Regions from separate parts of the Anser cygnoides genome. Here region 2 is linked to region 1. A link is a contact called in public Hi-C data. All regions are on one chromosome and are shown on one strand. The core of a region is the stretch at or near the end of the contact, and the rest is flanking DNA. Distances in the headings are between cores, read along the strand shown. Region 1 holds the start of PRKCE (protein kinase C epsilon). Region 2 overlaps PRKCE (protein kinase C epsilon).

Evidence for each region. Hi-C and Micro-C count contacts between places; a contact is called where the count stands out from the background.
Region 2: a Hi-C map of liver shows a contact between it and region 1, with 1.8 times the contacts expected there. The contact joins the enhancer-like site here to the promoter of PRKCE in region 1. A contact is called at or near these places in 4 of 7 Hi-C or Micro-C datasets (granulosa cells and liver).

The regions. Positions count from the first base shown.
Region 1 is chr3:29,479,087-29,485,728 of Taihu_goose_T2T_genome, forward strand. PRKCE (protein kinase C epsilon) reads left to right here and starts at 1,799. Exons shown (of 16, transcript XM_013171109.3): 1 at 1,799-3,043. The coding sequence starts at 2,696. It overlaps LOC106029796 (a long non-coding RNA gene), which reads right to left and starts at 1,356. Exons shown (of 3, transcript XR_007169170.2): 1 at 551-1,356.
Region 2 is chr3:29,548,837-29,555,065 of Taihu_goose_T2T_genome, forward strand. The region is part of intron 1 of PRKCE (protein kinase C epsilon); the gene reads left to right. Among named protein-coding and RNA genes, the nearest start is that of PRKCE, 71 kb to the left of the region's middle. Within about 2 kb of position 4,280, at least 2 of the 3 cell types and tissues checked have open chromatin away from gene starts, as enhancers often do. A contact at or near this core is called in liver, where this site is marked.

The sequences.
Region 1 (6,642 bases), core at 549-3,048:
ATTCAGAAACAACACAAACACATCCAGAGGAAATATTTAATTACAGTGTGTGTTCTTTCTCACACATTAAAATTAAGAGCATATAGCTCAATACATAGTAGATACATGCTAGGTTGTGAACAGGGGAGGGAAGGAGTAGGTGATTCTTGTATTTCTGAGGGGCCTGTGGATACAATCCTTTACAGAAGTAACGTAATAGATGAACCACAGCTGCTATGAGCCCAGGAAAGGCTGAATTGTGAAGGAAGACAGTTCCTGTAATTGGCTCCATATCACAGCTTTTTATCAAACGATTGTACTCGGGGATTGTCAAGATGATAATGAACATGGAGATTTTACTGTACTTCTGCTTTTACTAGTAGATTAAGTGGCAATAGGCACAAAAAGGCTTTCTTCCATTAATGTGAATGCTCTCATGACCCTTAGGCTTCATTAGTACCGTATCTTCTACCTGGAAACTACTGTGGAAGCACAGATACTGGAGCTATTTCTTCACCTCCAAATATAACACCTGCCTCCTGAGCCATTACCTGTAGAAATCCGTAATTACCTCATCTTTGCTCTCCACTCAGGAATGCCAGGTCCAGATCCAGGACTCGGTGCTAACCCTTTGTGTCCTCACCTGAGCGCATCCTGGCAGTAGGCTTCTTCTTTTCACGTTGCCTGAAATGCAGATGCAACCCCTTGAATAGCAGAGCTGGCCCTGGATTTTAATTCTGATATTAAAGTGAATTCAAAGTCTGTGCAAGGGCTAAGTCCATCCTGATGACTTTCTCACAAAAAGCTGGCAAGATCAGTAACTAAAAATAAACAAGGCAGCAGTATTTTTTCACTAGAGGAAACCAACTGGAGCCCACGTCTATGTACGTTTGTGCAGGGGAGGGGAAAGCTGCAGTTTCCTGGTTATTCCATGCAGTAGTCAGCACCATGGCGATGAACATGACTGAAATCTTACGCGATAAGCTCGATAACAAGGCACGTACACCCTTTTAGAAGACACCCCCGTTCCTTTCCGCATCTTCCACGCCCAGCAGCGACGATTCCCCGCGCTGTTTCCCCTCAGCGAGGCCGGGGCGGGGGGAAGGCAGGTGACCCGCAGCCCCGCTGGGTCGGGCCGGGCCGGGCCGGGCCGGGCCGCCACCTCCCGACAGCGCCTCCCGGCCTCGGCCCGGGCGGCCTGAGGCCACTTCCCCGGCGGCTCACACCGCGGGGGAGCCCCGCCTGCCGCCGGGCCCCGCTGAGGCAGCGGGGCCGTGAGGGGACGGAGCGGCGGGGGTCGGGGCCGGGGCGCGGCGGGGAGGTCGCCGGAGGGCGGCGCTGTGAGGGAGAGGGACGGCGGGGCCCGGCCGGGGGCGGGCGGAAAACCCGCGGGGAGCAGCGAGGCGGGGAGGAAGGAGGAGGAGGAGGAGGAGGGGGGCGGTCGGGTGCTTGAATAAAATCTGAGGGGCTCGGGAGGAAGGCGGACGGGGATGGCGTGTGTGTGTTTTTCTTCCTACGCCACTTTTATCCCGTGAGGGGGACGAGGGAAGGAAATACAACAACAACAGCGACAATAACAAAACTATAAATGATAATAAAGCTGTAAGTGCGCGGAGGCCGGCCCAGAGGAAGACGAGGGCTGAGGAAAGGCGGGCGCAGCCGAGGACCCCCGCGGGCCGCGCTGCTCCCCCCGCCGGCCAAAGTTTGGGCGCACAGCCGCTGGCACGCTCCCCTCGCACACTCTCACACACACACACACACACACACACTCCCTCGCTCACACACACACACACACTCGCACACTGACGTCTTTTGCGCATTTCCTGCACGGGAGCGAGCGGCGGAGCGGCGGCGGGAGGCGGGGAGGGAAGGACGGACGGAGGGAGGGAGGGAGGGAGGGAGGGAGGCGGCGGCTCTGCCCATCGCCAGGGCGGCGGCCGCCCAGCCGGAGCCCGCCGAGCCCCGCTCCGCACCGCTCCGCGCCCCATGCGCGGGGGTGGCCGCGCTGGGTCCCCGGCCTTGGCGGAGGACGAGGAGGAGGAGGAGGCGCGGGGGCTGCTGCCGGTGCTGCTGCTGCTGCCGCCGCTGCTGCGGGCTGCGGCGCGGATGGAAGGTCCCCGGGTGGATGGCTGCTGCTGCTGCTGCTGAGCGGAGGCTGTGCCGTAGGCAGGGCTGGGGGGGCGGCCGGTGCTGGTGATTCGTGCGGGTGTTTGTGTGTGTGCGTGGAGTGGTGCGGTGCCGCTCCGGGGCAGGGCTGGCGTGTGCGGGAGCCTCGGGTCGCGGCGCTGCCTCCCTCGCACGGCCCGAGCCGGGATTATGGTCTAGGAGGAGGGAGGAGGCTTTCGCTCGCCCCCCGGCTCTGCCCTGCCCGGGTTTTGGGGGGGTTTCTGCAGCCGCCGACGCCTCCCCCTCCCCTGCGGCCCCCCTCCCTTGTTTTCCGTTAGAAACACGGGCGAGAAAATAAATGCATTCACTGGGTGTCGCAAGAGCAAAGGCTAAATAACCAGAGGTAGCGGCACGGCGAGGGTCGGAGCCGCGCTGCGTCCCGCTCCCCCCCTCAGACCTGCCCCCCTATTTATTGGCGAGACCTCCTTCCCTGCTCCCCTCCTTCTCTCCCTCCCTCCTTCCCTCCCTCCCTCCCTCCCTCCTTCCCTCCCTCTCTGTGCGAGCGCGTTGTGCGAGTGTTTGATCCCAGGAAAAGTGCAGCCGTCCAGCCATGGTGGTTTTCAATGGCTTGCTGAAAATCAAGATCTGCGAGGCGGTGAATCTGAAACCCACGGCGTGGTCACTGAGGCATGCGGTGGGTCCCAGGCCACAGACCTTTCTGCTGGACCCTTACATAGCCCTCAATGTGGACGACTCCAGGATCGGGCAGACCTCCACCAAGCAGAAGACCAACAGTCCCGCTTGGAACGATGAATTTGTCACCGATGTTTGCAACGGCAGGAAGATAGAGATGGCTGTTTTCCACGATGCCCCCATCGGGTACGACGATTTTGTAGCTAACTGCACTATCCAGTTTGAGGACTTGCTGCAGAACGGGAGCCGCCACTTTGAGGACTGGGTGAGTGTTGGCGCCGCAGATACGGACGTGTGCACATGATGTTCAGTGGCACCGCTCTGGGTGCAACATCTGTATTGCAGAGCTAGGTTGCCAAGGGCATGTAATGGCTCTGGAGGCTTTTCATTATTTCCACGCTTTGTTATACTGAGATAGTCATGGTTGTGGTGCATCTAATGCATGTGGTCCACAGACACAGGAAGAAAGAAAAATAGGGTGCATCTAAGTAAGAGATGTGTAATTACCACTTCAGGTTCTGAAATTATGTTACATAAACACAAGTCCTGTTGTCTTATTGTGTTTGAAACCCGCCGACCAAATACATCTGTACAGAGCATCACTGCAAAACCCAGAGCCAGCTCTTAGACCGAGTTCTTTGCTTCAGTGTGAACTGACGAAGCCATGACGAGGTCATGACAAGCCTTAAAAATGCAGGTCTGACCTCTGATCCGAGATGATTTGGGGTCCTCGTATCGCTTGGAAGCTGACTGCAACGATGCTGATGCTCCTTCTTCCCCTAGATGGTCTGGACCTTTGTGCATAGACCTAATGCAGTGCTTCTTCAAATGCCTGAAATTGATAAAAGGGTTCTGGTGGATTTTGGCCACAACCAGGCAAATTCTGCTGCCTGCATGCACAATGTGTTTAACAGCTTCTACTGCATCTTAAAGACCCAGAGGCTAACGTGCCTCAGTGGGGGTGCAAAAAAGCTGGAAAATCCTTGGTCTGACAACCTCAGGTGCTGTGATTTAACACTGGAAAATAAAACAAAAAGAAGCACAGGAAACATGAATATGCACATTTCTGCAGTTAAACGGTTAAATGGTATATTCTTTATATCAGACGTGCAATAGAATGATGTTAGCTGTCTTCTGATTTTTAAATGTGCCCTGCTTGACCAGCCGTCTGAAATGTTTATGCTTGTCTTTTCGTGTTTATTTATTATGGTCAAAGATACTAGGCAGGGGAATGTTTTGTTGGCAAACAAAGAACCCAGGACCAAAGTGAAAACAGCAAGAGTTAACAGCTCAGAGTTTCATGTATCCTTTGGAGCTTCTTTACTTAAAGCAGTGCTAGAAAGAGATATCAGAACAATGGAAAGGCGTGAAAGAATTGTGCTCTGTTTATGCTGATTAAGAGCTGAATAACTTTACTGTTACAACTTTAATGTTTACGAATTTAAAATATTGCCCACTTCTGCTAGGTATGTTACATCGTGACAATTAAGATCTAGATTATTCTGATGCTCAATAGAAGCTACATGTTAGTAAGCTTGGATTGTAAAACTGGGCAATAGGCAAAGAAAAAAATTGCCAAATCAGGAAAAGACAAATGCAGCAGTATTGCAGATGTCTTTTACCTGGATTGAATGATAATCAAGTAGTGGTCCTTCTGTAAACACTGGGTGCTTCATCTTTGAGGCCAATGGGACGAGGATGTCATCACAGATTTTTAGTGAAGGAATAATTACATATGTTCTTTCTGTGTATGGTACCCGTTCAGAGTTTGTTGCCAGATCTGGAAGGACCTTGCAGGTTACAGATGCCAAGTTTGATTTTTGGTGGGCTGGTGTGTGAGGGTACATCCTGACTCTGATTTTTAAGGTGAACTCAAAACGTCCAAACATGTTCCCTAGATAAATAGTGGAATTTAACAGATTGAGGCCCTCTGTAAACACAATCTGGAAGGAACTACATAGCTGAATCAGATAAATGCTGTATTTTACTGCACCAGGATTCATTGCTGTCCAGCATTTACTGGGTGGGAGGAGACAAGGGAGTGACTACAGTAGTTGTCTGTTGATGTGACAGAGTTGAGTAGATGGCTCTGGGTCCTAATTGGTTAGCTCATTGTAATACGGTTTCTGAAGCATCGTTTACTTCTTGTTTGTGTGTGTGCTGTAAGTCTCCATAGTGTGGATTGTGTTTGTGCAGTGCATGTAATGCATAGAGAACACCACCCTATCACAGTTGGAGTTGGGGGGCAGGCATTTATGGGATTGTTCTTTACCTTTTCACAAATCTTCCAATTTACTGAATATGTCATTTTTTATTGTAATACTGACTGTGTTTATTGGATTGTTAATAGGTAGGGACCCTCAGAGAACTGGTCTTTACAAAATCACATTGTTTTTTCATCTGATTTCACTGAGTTAAATCGAGGCCTGTGGCCATAGCATCTCTATAGAGTGTATAGTGAAGCACATAGATTTATTGGTATCTTCATCAGTGTCTGGAGTCTGTATGAAAACTTGCAAAAAAAAGAAGTCTTCTCTGAAACAAAGTAGTTGAATGGCTTTCACAGGATGAGGAAAATGCACATGGCCTAAACCAACATAAGACTAAGACTGGGCACATCACAGTCAGTTTGTTCTGTTTAATAAGAGGGCTAATTCCTTCATTTCACTCTTGGCATTTAAGCCAGATATTTTTCTAGTACTCTTCCTCAACTTTATAGCAAGCAAATTAAAAGCAGCTATCACAGGAGCTCAATCCTCCTTGCCTGAAATATCAATTGCAACCTAAGAAACACTCCTGGAGACTATAAAGCATTTTTATGCCATTCTGAGGGCGTCCCTTCAAGGAGTCCCAAAAGTTGGAATGGGGAACCACACACTTGTTGAGTATATTCAATGTAATTGCATTGCTGCCCCTTTTTACCTTCAGAATGATGCAACAGTTCTTGCAGGATTGGACTGTCACTATTTAAATAGCTTTGAGAAAAAGCTCGTATGCGGAGAACAGTTCTTGTCAATATATTAATAGCTTTAATGCATTCAATATCGTATAATACTGCATGCATTTTTGTAAGGAAATTTCAGTATTTGTTTTATAATGTCTGCACCAGGCTCAAGGTTATGTGACTTATCCCGTAACATATTTCTAGGTTCTTGTCAGAAGTCCAAAATGAAAAAAGGGCTTTCAGAGAAATAATATTTTGGTTCTTTTTTTTCCCCCCTAAAATGGGACTATTCCTCTCTTTAGCCAGCTTACCTACTTTGATTATTTTTGCCATTGTGCACATCCCTGTATGTTTTCTAAGAGATGAGTTTTTTAGGAAAATACTGGGTATTTTTCTCACTGTTAAGCCTGTGCTATATACTGATGCCATGGTTACAGTGGAAACACTAATGATAAACAAGTACAAAGCTTGAAATCATGATAGCGTCTATTGTGTTAGGACGAGTAAGATAAATGTGCAAAATTCTGGTTTCTTTTGTCTGCAGAGTATTCAGCAGTTGCAAAAATGATTTTTAACCTTATGGTATGTATACTCCCTGAACATATATGTGCAGAAAGATTGAAGTTCTGGCCTAACACAGTTGTTCATATTTTACCAGATGGAAGCTTTTAAACAAAATACAGAGAGGTTTTTTTTTTAAAGGAAGATCAATAATAAAAAAAAAACTGTTTTGGTTTCTAAAAAAGTATAGTGACAATTAAAAAGGTGGCTGCTTTTCCAGTTGTGCATCAATATAGACATAGCACAGTTAAAGTGTCAGTTTTGCAGATTTTTTAGTAATGGCTACACTGCAGTTTTAAAGAGAGCTTTGGATTACAGATTTTTCTATAAGCCAATGAAACATTATACAGAATGGCACA
Region 2 (6,229 bases), core at 3,030-5,529, 72 kb after region 1:
TTTGTTTGTTTGTTTTTTGTAGTAGTAGATCTATGTGAAAGAGAAGAAGTTAGTCAACTGGCTTGATAAAAGGAGTGGTTCTTCAGTCCCTATTTCAAATCCTTCTGGATTCCTAGGCAGTACCCCCCCCACACACACCCCCCAAGTGGCAAACACAGATATGTATCAGCAAGAACAATTGCTATCTGCCTTCTAGCTATTCTTTATCAAAGAGGACATGGGTAGCCTGAAGTTATTGCCATCATTATGCTGTAGCCTGGAAAAAAAACATTATTTAGAGAGAACAAAGTTTAGCTCAGGCCAGCTGTCCAAGTATTCCTCTTAATTTTCCTGCAGGCTTTCGAATCTATTCTAAACCCCATGCTTTAGAGCTACCCTCACATGAGCTAGATTTTTTTAAGAGTTTGTATATACAACAAAATATGGTTGAATTTATTGCAAGGAAGAGATGTGGCAAGGATAGTAAGGTGTTTTTCCTTTTTATAACCTCCTTCTCAGGGTGAATGTTCTGTCATCACGAGCGAGGTAACATCTGTAACTCGAATATCCCATTTCCTCTTATCTTGTTGTAAAAACTGAGATGAGGGGCATTTTTTCTGTTTTTTGTTTTTCTGTTTTTTGCTTTTTTTTTTTTTCCCCAAAAAAGGACCATTATTTGATTCTAGAGGAAAATAAGACTGTATATGTAATATTAATTACTATATAGTACAGCTTGAGAAACCAAGACCTTGATTTCTTGAGCATGTATTTTCCAGGTATGGTAGTAATACAAAGATCTTCTCTTCCTTCCTCCCTCCCTCTTCCTTTCATTTTGAAATTCATTTTCACTAAGCACTGCTCCATAGCTCATTACTATTCATATAGAGTTATCCTCGTGCTACTTGTTGTATGTCTGCAAGGACACATATTAGATAGTTAAGACAGCAACTGAATGATCTGAATAATAATGTGTAATACAAGATCTAGAAATAAACCATATAAACAGGAAAAATTACTGCAGCTTTGCAATGGCTAATTATATTGCACTTCATGTATTTTATGGTGCATCCTATTTGATATCTAATTATAAGTACATTTCCTATGCAGTCTTTTTAATTTCTCAAGACCTTATTCTGTCACCCATATTGTCACTGAGCAGATCCTTTAAACTGTACCTATAAGCTAGTTTCTGCTGCAGAGGAGAGCACTAATCAACTCTGTTAGGAATTAACAACTACGTTAGATATTACAGAATTTGGCCTTGTTGATATTCACAACCTTTTAAAAAAGTCTATCACCTTTTCTTGAGTGTGCTGATTCTGGTGTGTTCAATTTCAGAAGGAAATATGGAAAGCCCTGAATTAATTTTCACAGAATTCCTCTGGCTTGTGCTGTAGCATCTATACAAGTTCAGTAAGGCATCGGTATTGCTATTTCTGCATGTGTTACATTGTCCGTATATTTTCTATTGACAAGGTCCATCAGTTGAACACTTGAAGCTATCACCAGGGCTACATTCCACCTGTAAAGTAAGTGGATTTTCACAGCTAGACCTGAGTGTGAGAGATAAAAATCTAAAGTAAAGCATGTCCTGGTGTGTTGTCATCGTCTCTGTAAAAGAGCTAGAGAGCCTTGCCATGTGCCAAGGAGTGACTTCACTAAAACACCTGCGATGCAGAAATGGTACAACAGAGAACATTTCTCTTTGATTACAAGAGAGGAACTTTTAAACAGTGCTGAACTGTGCATCTTGGAGATAATTAGTAAACCACAGTGGGCTGTTTTTAGATTCTTGCCTGGAGATGGAATTGTAGTACAGCTACTGTAGCTACAATGAAAATCTACAGTATTGGCTTTTGATCCAGCCAGTTTTGTAGTCTGGAGGATTGGTGTTGAAACTGAGAGAACAGAATGAAAAATTACCTTGGATCAATGCTGAATTGATTTGAAAAATCAGCCAAACACATCATGTACCTTTAAATCTGTTACCTTAGCATCCATTTCTGTATTTCAATTTTTGTGCTTTTTGGTATAATATGGTGTATTTGAAGCTCCATCTGTATTAACTCAGACCTGTATTGCCAAGTTAGTCTGCTATCTACAATTTTGTGTGTTTCTGTTTTATTTATTTATTTATTTATTTTTAATCCACTGAAATACAGTGGAAGGAAATTGGATAATGGGAAGCATTCTGTATATTAACGGTTTCATTGTAAGTGGATTCCACTATGACAGTAAACCCTGGAAATAGAAAGATTTGTATTCTATAGCTAAGCATACTATGTATAAATGCACTATTAAGAATTAATTTCAGAGGGGATATATTTTCTATATCTGTTACACATAATTGTCTTATGAAATAATGAAATCCTTTTCCTCTTCCATTTCCTCATCATGAAAAATGATGAGCTCCCCACTCCTCTTTCATTTATGAGCCCTACTAGGAAAAAAGGCTTCTTTGCTTCTTCCCCCCCCCCATTTTCCTGTTAACGAATATTAGCTTTTACTTTATATTTTCCAGAAACTTTCATCCTTTGTCTTGTTGCTTAAATTTAATTAACTCTGAGAAAAAAACCTGCCGTCTCCACTTCATATGTGTTCTGTAATCAATTCTAATTTCTGTTCCAATCTCTGAAACTTCCCCCAGTGGGACGTCAGGGACCATATTTTGTAAGACATGAGGATAATGATTGCTGAGATATGCAAATTGAAGATTGGGTGTCATTTGCAAGCCAGGACTGGTGTTTTTTTTTGTTTGTTTGTTGTTGTTTTTTTTTAATACTCCTTGTGTGCGTGCATTTATGGGTTTCCTTGCTATTTTGAGACTGGTTTCTGATTTTTTCTACGTTGCAACATCTAACAGTAAGTATTCTGAAGTAGTCTGCCCTTACGTACTTGAATTAATTTTAGTTGAACTTCAAAAGAAAGAGGGCGATGTTCTGTTCCTCATTGTTTTGTGTTTTATGTTGTGTTTTGAAAGTTGTGAAGTTGTGCTAGAGTTTTAAAGGTGGTTCTGAATTCCAACAGAATTGTCAAAGATAAGTATGCTTATCCATTTTCAGGGGTTTGTACTAGGTGAATTAACAGGCTGTCCTTTTCATCCTAATCTGTTCTGTTGTTTGCAGTAGAATTTAAGAGACTTGAACTGAAATACTAGTGGTAAACTGAAATTTCTAAGATCTACTGATTTAGTTCTTTGGAAGTGGAATTTAAGCTGCTGAATGTTTGAGAAAAAGATCCGGAACTCCTGAAATGTGTTTGTTTGGTATTTCTCACTGTGTGGAATTGCTGCCCATATAAAGCTAAAAAATGAGCACCAGCAAAACTTTATTTATAAAAGATTATTTTTCAAGTACTTTCAAGATTACTTTCAAGTGCACACAATAATTCTGCATCAGTAATTATGTGCAGGTTTTAAAGCATGCTCGCGATGGAAGTGCTGGCTGATTGCAGCGCTGTGTAGCGTGGCATTTTGTATCAAACGGAACGCATTTCAGAATCAGACCCACATAATCCTTTGGATATCCACCAGGCTTTAGACAGTGCTGCTGCCTATGGTTGTTTTGGAGAAAATTCTCCAAATGCTCGCTCTCTGACTTGGCTCTTCTGTTCCTCACTGAAAAAGATGAAAATGCCTGCCATCTGTTTTCCCCTTCCGTCCACTCCGACACATTGTTTAAGGTTGTTTCTGGAGCTATTTCAGGGAGTCTGTACATACGGCTTTCTATTAGATGGAATCAATAATTGCTCTAGCAATAGCTGAATCCTTTTACCATCTCAGATGATTCTGGGAAATTTACGTTATCAAAAAGTCTGGTTCTTTTCTGTGGGATTATTGATATGTTTGTCATGGTGTTGTGAACAGCATATCCACAGTCTTGTTTCCAGAAAGCATTTATAATGTTTTCTGTTACAGGGAGCGTAATGTACTTTGCAAATATACGTAGATAAAAAGAAAAATAGGTAGAAATGTATGGAAGCTTCAACCCCAATGAATTACTTGTTTCGGTGTTGTTTTCAGATGTCAGCATTCAGAGTGAGAGCTGAATTTACCAAAAAGAACGGGCTAGGATCCTGTAGGTTACAAGCTGGACAAGTACATTTTCCAAAGTTTTTGCTGGGGAAGTTCAGCTGTGTGGTGCAGGTAGACTTTGCCCACTGAGCAAACAAAATTGAGACATTGACCGTGTACTTTCTTCTCTACTGTTGCCTGCCCCCATACCCCCCTTCTCCATTCCCCCAGTGCTTCCTGCACATGGTGTCTACCTGCAGCAGATCCTGTCTGGAAACCCTCACGTAGGGTGCAGCTGCTGCAGCTCCACGGCAGCAAATGTGATTACCTCACCGTAGAATGCCTTTTAGGGAGCAGTGTTATTGATTTCTGAATAATGGCCCTTTTATCTTTCACTTATTTTTCAGCTTTCAGCGATTGGCTTTTTCTTATTATTGCTCCCATGGACCTATTTCAAAACCAGAGCAATGTTTGTAGTTCAGCAGAAATAAATGGCAGGCAGCATCCTCTGTCTCTTCTATGAATAATGAATCAGCCAGGGAAGGACTTGGTCTGTAAAATCAGTAACTGTATTGATGGGAAGGACAGGAAGGAATTAAACACTTATAACTCTATGTAAACCTTCTTAATTGTGACAAACATCATTTTGTTGTTGTTTTTAAAGTATTTGAAGGCAGATTTTTGCACTGGAAAAAAAAGTGTAGGGTTTTTTAATTAGGCATTGATTAAATTTGCAGAAGTTAATTAACAGAGAAAAAACTTAAATGCATATATTCATCTTTCCATGGCTTTTCTACACCTACCAGAACTAAGCTGGGAGAGCTATTGCAGCTGCTAGCATCAGAAGCTCCTCTGCCATTCACTCGCATGAGCGTGGTCCCTTCCCACTGACAGCTAACTTAAATATTTTGCCCTAACTAGACTTCTAGGCTTCTCCGTACCCACCAGTAAGCAGCTTTCTTCTTCATCTCATCAGTCCCTCATTTGTATCTCCCCAAATGACTGTCGACCAAATACCCCTGAAGTTTTTCATCACAAAACGACCTTCTGACCTAAAGACCTTCTACTCTCTCCCAACTTTCAGTAGCCTACCTTTCTGCCTTTACGTGATGCTATGGTTTATACAAGTTGTGTTAAGCTGCACTGTATGGACCCCAATAATCTGAAGACTAACCTTCACAACCATATATTATCTTAACTTCCCTGTGAGACTTCCAGTAGAAATGACAGGTTGTAAGGATGACTTACAAGATACTGACATTTGCTATGTAGGATCTGAACTTGAACCGTCAGTATTCCTCATGGGTACTCACCACCACAGTAGTGAGAACTGTTTTCTTAACAACAGATATGTTTGGAGGTTTTGAGTGGAATTCTACTCCCTGACAAACACCTGTCTGATGTAATCTTGTGTTGGACATACTGTGAAAGAAGGCTGGTAGAGTAGGGAACTTGTCAGATGTCACTCCTCTATATAAATGTACTGAAAGTAAAACTATTAGTCTGAATAGTTTTTCCCTTCCAGCTACAAAAAATGTACGGCGCTGGTAAACTGGAGGGATTATGTTGTGGGTGGAGGATGGAAAGACAGAGCTGTTGTATGCTAGTGCTGGAAGTGGAGACCATAACCTCACGTAAGCTGGTTATGACAGTAGAGTTAACCCTGTCTGATAGTGTGCGTGGCGGTTTACAGAGTTCATGCTGTGTTTCTGATAGACCTGGAGGACAGCCTGTTAACCAAGGTGTGGTAGGTAGTGCTGCAAAAATTCTCTTGAGCTTTTGCTTATATTCAAAGCAGCAGCTGAAATCACATGAATAACACTGACATCTTGTGGGGTTAAAGTTAGGTCAGAATTTGACCTTATAAACTATTAATGCTTTTTCAACATTAGATCATTACAACATATGTAGTCAATGGTGAAGCAAGATGGACTTGAGTCATCGTGCACTTGAGATGGACTTGGGTGGGTGTGATTAGGAAAGATTTTACTTCTGATCCCATTGAGCAGCTTTATCATCCTGAGAATGTCCAACTGGGACATTTTTTCCTTTTGTAGAATTGAAAGAAATAGTACCTCATTGTGTGATTTCTAAGAGTAGCAATTGCTTGGGAAAAGTGATACATAAGATTTTTTATTATTATTATTATTTTTTTTAATTTAGTCTTTCTGTGCCTTGTGGCTGGATCACTGTGGAGTGCTGCAGCATTGGTGATGGTACAGGTGCATGGCAAAAATC